Regions from separate parts of the Pan troglodytes genome. Here region 1 is linked to region 2. A link is a contact called in public Hi-C data. All regions are on one chromosome and are shown on one strand. Each heading gives the region's core, a stretch centred on a gene start, on an enhancer-like site or on the middle of the called end of the contact. The rest is flanking DNA. Distances are from core to core; before and after follow the strand shown. Region 1 overlaps ABL1 (ABL proto-oncogene 1, non-receptor tyrosine kinase). Region 2 overlaps ABL1 (ABL proto-oncogene 1, non-receptor tyrosine kinase).

The links. Hi-C and Micro-C count contacts between places; a contact is called where the count stands out from the background.
Region 1: a Hi-C map of stem cell-derived neural progenitor cells shows a contact between it and region 2, with 4 times the contacts expected there. The contact joins two enhancer-like sites. A contact is called at or near these places in 5 of 7 Hi-C or Micro-C datasets (blood, induced pluripotent stem cells, a lymphoblastoid cell line and 1 more) and 1 of 1 other capture datasets (stem cell-derived neural stem cells).

The regions. Positions count from the first base shown.
Region 1 is chr11:7,686,924-7,690,463 of NHGRI_mPanTro3-v2.0_pri, reverse strand. All of the region lies in intron 1 of ABL1 (ABL proto-oncogene 1, non-receptor tyrosine kinase), which reads left to right. Among named protein-coding and RNA genes, the nearest start is that of ABL1, 52 kb to the left of the region's middle. Within about 2 kb of position 1,298, at least 7 of the 24 cell types and tissues checked have an H3K27ac peak or open chromatin away from gene starts, as enhancers often do. A contact at or near this core is called in stem cell-derived neural progenitor cells and stem cell-derived neural stem cells, where this site is marked.
Region 2 is chr11:7,595,121-7,598,555 of NHGRI_mPanTro3-v2.0_pri, reverse strand. All of the region lies in intron 3 of ABL1 (ABL proto-oncogene 1, non-receptor tyrosine kinase), which reads left to right. Among named protein-coding and RNA genes, the nearest start is that of QRFP, 34 kb to the right of the region's middle. Within about 2 kb of position 2,040, at least 9 of the 24 cell types and tissues checked have an H3K27ac peak or open chromatin away from gene starts, as enhancers often do. A contact at or near this core is called in stem cell-derived neural progenitor cells and stem cell-derived neural stem cells, where this site is marked.

The sequences.
Region 1 (3,540 bases), core at 49-2,548, 93 kb before region 2:
GAGCCAAGATTGTGCCACTGTACTCCAGTCTGGGTGACAGAGCAAGACTGTCTCAAAAAAAAAAAAAAAAGAGGATACAAGGGATACAAGTAGAATTTGTAGTGTGCTGATTAACCAAAGACAAGTTCCTCCACCCTTTTCTTTTTGGCCAGAGTTGATCATTTTCAGAATTCATCATTTTGTCAAGATGATTTTTTTGTTGTTAAATATGAATGATTTGCTTTCCTCTGGACTTTTAAGGCTTCCTGAAGTTACATGCAAACATTTGTGCAGTCTCATGTTTGGTTATTGGTTTTTGGGTTTGCTATTTTTGGGCGAGGAGGTCCATATCCTTCATCAGCTTCTCAAGGGGTTTTTTCAGAGGTACAAGGGGAGGCTTTGGTTTGGTTATGACAGTGCTACAGCCAGCAACCCGGGGGCCACCTGGGTGCTGCTCCCCACTTCAAAACGTGTAGCTAGCAGGATGGAAATCCTGTCTACATGGAAATCCATGTGGTGTTGGATAGGCCATGATTCATTTCCCTAAGCCTCAAATGCTTCTATTGTTTGTAGTTTTTCTCCCAGAACCTTCATGATCCATTTTTGTACATTCTTATGGCCTTACGATAAATTCCTAGAAGTGGAATTTCTACATCAAAAGAATAGAAACTTTTAAAGGTTTTTGATACATATTGCCAGTTGCCCTTCTGGAAGGTCTACTGGGTACGTCAGTGTACCTGAGTGTTAACAGTGACGGATCAGTATTCATTTCTCTTATAAGGAAGGAAATGAAAGTCATTTGGTAACGTAGAGGCACAAGTAGACCTGACAGCCTTTGTGTTTCTCTTCTGTTCTTTAGGCCCCCCAGTTCCCTTTACTGCTTTCTTCTTTATGCCACAGATTTAATGCTTGAACACATATTGAAATTTTGGAAAGTTACTGTGAATCTAATGGGGCATAATAGGCAGGTTTTCTTAATCCTGGCAATGACCAAACTAATCACTTGTCTGTGGTGGCTTGGTGGAAAAACAGTTTGTCAGCAGAATTTGGTAAAGAAACTGTCACAAGGACAGGGTGTTGGTCTCATATTTGAGTGCTTCCCTGAGGAACGAAAAGATAAAGGGAAGAATTGGGTGAATTCATCAGACTGTATTTGGCAGATGGAGATGAAGTGGGTGCAGGTCATCGCCCACGACCTGTTTCCCAGGCTTGCAGAGAAACTGCTGCTCAGGAGCTTGTGACTGTGAGGGCCCCGGGCTGTGGCATGCGTTGGTGCGCTCTCAAGAATGCGGCCATGGCACTCACAGACACATACCAAGCAGCCTCGGCCCCCAGTGCCCCCGCCAGCCTGCTCAGGGGCATGCGGATGACTGGTGCCTGGAAGGCGGGTCTTGCTGGGCAGGACAGATGCCTTACTGTCAGGACAGATGCCTTACTGTAGGCCCAGGAAGAGATCCATGACCGCAGACAGACTTCTGCGTAGGGCCCTGAGGAAAGAGTGGTAAACATGCAGTGAAGGGCGGCCCCACCACTGGTGGCTTCTGACAGGGAGCTGGAGGGTGCAGGTACTGGATGTGTCTCATTGGGATACAAATGAGTGTGCCCCGTGGTTAGGAAGATGAGGAAGTGTAGGCACTTGCAGGGGCCTTTTCTTTTGAGTTGGTGAGTTCCCACCAAACCTGGCCTTGTCTGTTTTTGATGCCTTAGGACTTGGGGACAAGGCCACAGCCTGTGACCCCAGCATCATCTCCCCCCAGGGCCTTGCCACCCTCTAGCTTTCATCCTTGCCTCCTCCTCTGCCCTCTCTTTCTTGTCCGATACAGTAACAAGTGCCTAGAATAAATCTCACACCACCCACTGCTCTGCTGTCAGGGCTACCACCCCGGCCCCACCCTGCCTTGCCCCGGCTCTGATCTCAAAGACTTCCCAGCCTCCTGTTGCCATCTGGGTCTGTCCTCCTTCTGCTAGCAGAGAGACCCTCCCTTAGAAACTTACATCAGATCTTTTCACTACCCAGTTTCCTGTCCCTCGATGGGTACCCATCTCAGTTAGAGTAATGTTCAGCTTCTCACCACAGCCTGCGTGGTCTGGGCCTGGTTTCCCTCTCGAATTTCCCTCCTGTCACTCCCTTTGTTTACTGCCAGTTCTTTTTCCTCTTAGGGTTCCCTGGGCCCTGCCCTTCACTCAGCTTCTGGTGCCTGGCTCTTTCAGACCCATGCAGGCCCCAGCTCACGTGGCATCTTTTCGGAAAGACCTTCCCTGATGGCCCAGGCCACAGTACCCACACCAGCATCAGCTCTTTGTCCTCTTCCCCTTTTCATTTCTTTGCAGCTCATGCCATCTGAAACTACCTCATTCAATTATTGATAGATCTGTTTGGAATTCCAGGAGTCCCTTAGCGATCCCATTCTTCTAAAGACTCACATGGCCTCAGAATGCCATGTTACATTGGAGAGTCTGACTTCTTGTTTTCTGAGACGGAGTCTCACTCTGTTGTCCAGGCTGGAGTGCAGTGACACAATCTCTGCTCACTATAACCTCCGCCTCCTGGGTTCAAGCGATTCTTGTGCCTCAGCCTCCTGAGTAGCTGGAATTACAGGTGCCTGCCACCACGTCTGGCTAATTTTTGTATTTTTAGTAGAGATGGGGTTTCATCATGTTAGCCAGGCTGGTCTCGAACTCCTGACCTCAGGTGATCCACCCGCCTGGGCCCTCCAAAGTGCTGGGATTACAGGCAGGAGCCACTGCGCCCGGCCTGACCTCATATTTGAATACCGAGTTTTAGTTCTGGAGGAGCTGCAGGTTTTATGAAAAGGGAACACATTTGATTCCTCAGAGCAGCCACAGGCAAGCTCTCTGAAGTAAAGTGCACGTGTGCATGTGTGTGCACACTCACACACACGTACACACACATTCACAAATAGGACATCTCTTTTAAACAGAAATGGCCACCTGCATTTGAGAAAATAAAGTTTCATGCAGAAGAAAATGACATGTTAAATTCAATCATCAAGATTTAGACTGGTGGGAATTCTGCACAACAAATGACTTGGTTTAATTAACATGGAAATTGCGAGGAAAAAAAATGAAGTGGAACCTATGGATTTAAAAATTAGGAAATTTTAAGATTTCCATCGTAATTTTTAAAAAACAATATATTTTACTTCCAAAACCCTGCATTTTCACATGGTAGCTATCTGCTGGAGCTGAGTAGCTGCTGCTCTCTTGAACAGCATCACCCAGATGGGAGAGCCCCCTTCCCCCCAACCCCCATACACTCCTATGTGTACAACTTCCTGAACCCTGTAAGCATTAGAGCTTGCAGCCTCCGCTTTTTCTGTTTCCTTCTTGATGGAAAGACTGGCAGCAGGATTTACTTGGTTGCTACATTTGTGAATTTGTAAAATAATTCATGCTCTGCTAGGTCTGTAACTTGGGAGGCTTGGTGTGCACGGGCATTTAGCAGCAACTCAGAGCGTATGGAAGACTGTCACTGGCAAGAGCAAAGTCCCCCCAGGACAGAGCCAGTGACGACTAGCTGTGTATCCTCAGTCTGATGGC
Region 2 (3,435 bases), core at 791-3,290:
ACCACCAGCTCGGGGCCCAGAGCTGGGGACTGGGAGTTATGAGCTGGACTCTTGAAGGGGCCAATACTAAACCGAGCCGTTGCCATTTCCTAGGAGCCTTGACAGGCTCAAACATCTCTGGGTACCCGGGGATTTGACTGTCATTGTTCTGATCCTTTCCCAAAGTTGTAACCCTCTGTTGACATAGCGGAATTGAAGATTGATTTTTCTTCACCACCTTCTGCCTAAAGTTCTTAGTTCTGAATGTGTCCACACCTCATTGACTTCTATGAGATGCCCCTGTCACGTTCCTCGATTCCTTCTAGTCCTTAATAGAGTCTTTCCTTTTCTTGAAAGAAATTTGCCCAGTTGACATTTATTTTCATCGTCTGCTGAAGTGACAGATCCAAGGCCCTAAGCTTCAGCAGAGTTGCAGGAAGGGACCCTTTACACAGCCTCTTAGATGTTTAAGGTTTACCCGCCCTGACAGTGGCTCAGCAGGCGTAGGCCTCCTGGTGAAAAGCCGAGCACATGGCTAACCTGCTCTGGTGGAGGGGCTTTGGACCGTTCTTGTGTACTGCGAGGCTTGCCTTCCTGCTGGTGTGTGAGCAGCTCTCGGGGGAACTTGCTTCCTGGCTGAGCAACCTGTAAACAGTATGTCTGAGGTGGGACTCCCGGGCCCAAAGCAGCCAAAGGTTGCACAAGTCTAAGCTCCGTTAGGCCTGTCAGTGTGGCTGTCAAAAGAAACACTGTTTCTTTTCTTTCTTTTTTTTTTTTTTTTTTTTTGAGACAGGCTGTCACCCAGGCTGGAGTACAGTGGCACAATCTCGGCTCATTGCAACCTGCGCCTCCCGGGTTCGAGCGATTCTCCTGCATCAGCCTCTCAAGTAGCTGAGACTACAGGTGCCCACCAGCATGCCCGGCTAATTTTTGTATTTTTAGTAGAGATGGGGTTTCACCATGTTGGCCAGGCTGGTTTCGAACGCCTGACCTCGTGATCTGCCCTCCCTGGCCTCCCAAAGTGCTGGGATTACAGGCGTGAGCCACTGCTCCTGGCAAAATGCTGTTTCTAAGCGTTTCTTTGACAAGTCGCATCCTTCAGGTTCATGCATGATTAGGGAGAGGCAGCAGCCCTGACTGAGCACCTGAGTGTTCATGGAACCAGGTGCATAGCATAATGACATGCCATTCATGACACTACTTTCTTCCCTGAACATGCCATGAATTCCTGATGATTACACAGTTCCCCAACAAATGCTGCTCAAAACCTGGAACTAATCAGAAGGAAGCACCAGCCTTGACTGTTAGTGGGACACGGGGAAGATGGCTGTGAACCGAATATGCAGTGCCTTTGGGGGAGAATGGTTTTAGTATTTAGTAAGTGTCAGTATGTAAGTTTTATGTTGAAAAATGAACTAAGTCACAACAAGGTCTATAAATTTAATTAATTGAAAAGGATAAAGTTGGGCCATTCAGTGAAACCTCCTGTAACTGAAGTCTCTAACACAGTAGCCAATGGGGGAATCAAATGAGCCCAAGAAGAAATTCTGCATAAACTAGGACTTAGGGGAGCCCTTAGCATTCCACATTGGAGTGAAGGAACCCGATCCGCCAGTTGGGGAACGCTCCTTTGAGGCCCGTGTGCTTCCTGCTCCGATGGGAGAGAGGGATAATGAGACTTGCTCCCAGGTGCCCTGCCCTGGAGCCCAGCAGGCCACACGGGCTCTTTGACTCTGTACTGTGCCAGTGATTTCCAAGATGGGAGTGGTGCTCTGATTGCAGGAATGTCTTCTTGGAATGGCTTTTCTCGCTTCTCTAGAGTCCTTGGTAGGGAGCACATCATCAGCTGAGCTAACCTGAGAACAGGGGTTGGAGCACTTGCCACCGGCAGTGAAGTAATCGGACAGCTGACAGACTTTTCCAGAGGGTCGGGGATTGGGAGCTGACCCCAGGTCCCGCTCCGTTTTCTTTGTGTGCAGCACTTGTGTTGGTGACCAGCACTGAAGAGAGTGCGTGGACGTCACCGTGTGGTTATGAAGCTAACGGCAGCCCTCAGCGGTGCCGACTTCCGCTCCCCGACACATTCCTGTGTGCACGTTCGTGGGTCTGAGCGTGACTCATGGTGTGTGTCCCTAGAGCAGTTCACTCAGAGGCTTCTCTTCCGTGCTCTCAAGAATAAAAGCAGGGCCGCCACATCCTGATAAGTCTTGCCATTCAGCGGTCCTGTCTTGCAGAGGGATAAGCCAGTGTCCCCAGGCCACAGTCCTTACACCTTGAGCAAGTTCCCCAGAGTGAAGCAATCTTTCTAGATAAGTTTTGCGTTTCTGAGAATTTTATTTTAGTGATATTGTTACCAAAAGATTGTAACCCCAAAATGTGTGCCTTTGGCTTGCCTGTTTTAGGAATTCACTTGTGTTATCTCCCCAAGCAAAACAAAAGAAAGAGAAACCTTCCTGTTGACGAATCCTTTTTACCTTCTTGAGAGTTGTCAATGGGACTAACTTGTATATTTCTTTGCTACCTTCTTTTAAAAACATTTTTCTTATTTACTATTACAGACGTATAGTAATGGTGCCTGACATAACCCACAGCCAAAGGCCTTGGCCTTGCTGTGTGTATTTCAGGCTTTTTCTTCCCTTTTCTTTTTTTTTAAGTAATAAGATATTACAGTTATAGCTGAAGCCTGATCCTGTTCCCTTTTCTCCCTCTCGTCCCAAGCATCACCACTGTCCCAAATCTGCTCCTTCTTCCCACATCTTTGCAGTTTGGGCAAGTCTTCTGAATGCCTAGTCATGATTTTAAGTCTTCTTTCCACCTTCAGTGATGGTTGGCTGCCCTGAGCAAGCCAGTAGATTCAGTTTTGTGCCTGGAGTCCAGATGTTTTATGTGGATTTTTCATGTGGAATTGTTTTTGGTAAGGAAGTATTCCCTTGCCACACCAATGAAAAGAGAAGAAAACAGGTAGCTGGCACCCGCTGCATTGTTGCTTTCTGCCAGCCTGCTCCTTCTCCTTCCTCTCCAGCTCTGTTGTGTCCAGATGCAAACTCTACATGCAGGGTTTGACCCTAGGTCCTCACCTGCTGTAGCTCTCACACGGGGACCGAATGCTCTTGTGTCGTAAATCCTTCCTTTTGCTTCCTTGTGTTGGATGTGTTTAGTGGTTTTCATCTTCTGATCACTATTTCATTCTAGGTTTATCCCTTTTAAATTATAAATTAAATGAATTCTTCACTTTTCCTACCAGCAACTACCCACCAAGTTCTACCATGTGTTAATTTAATCAACAGTTATTTATTGAGTACTTATTACATGTTGATTTCCTGTTCTCAACATTGGAATGAAAACAGCTTAGGGTTCTGCTTTCATGAAGCTTGCATGCTCTTAGGTGGAGACAGACAGTAATTAAGCAGATAAACAGGAAATTATGAGCTAGTAGTGGGTCCATTGCTGAGAAGT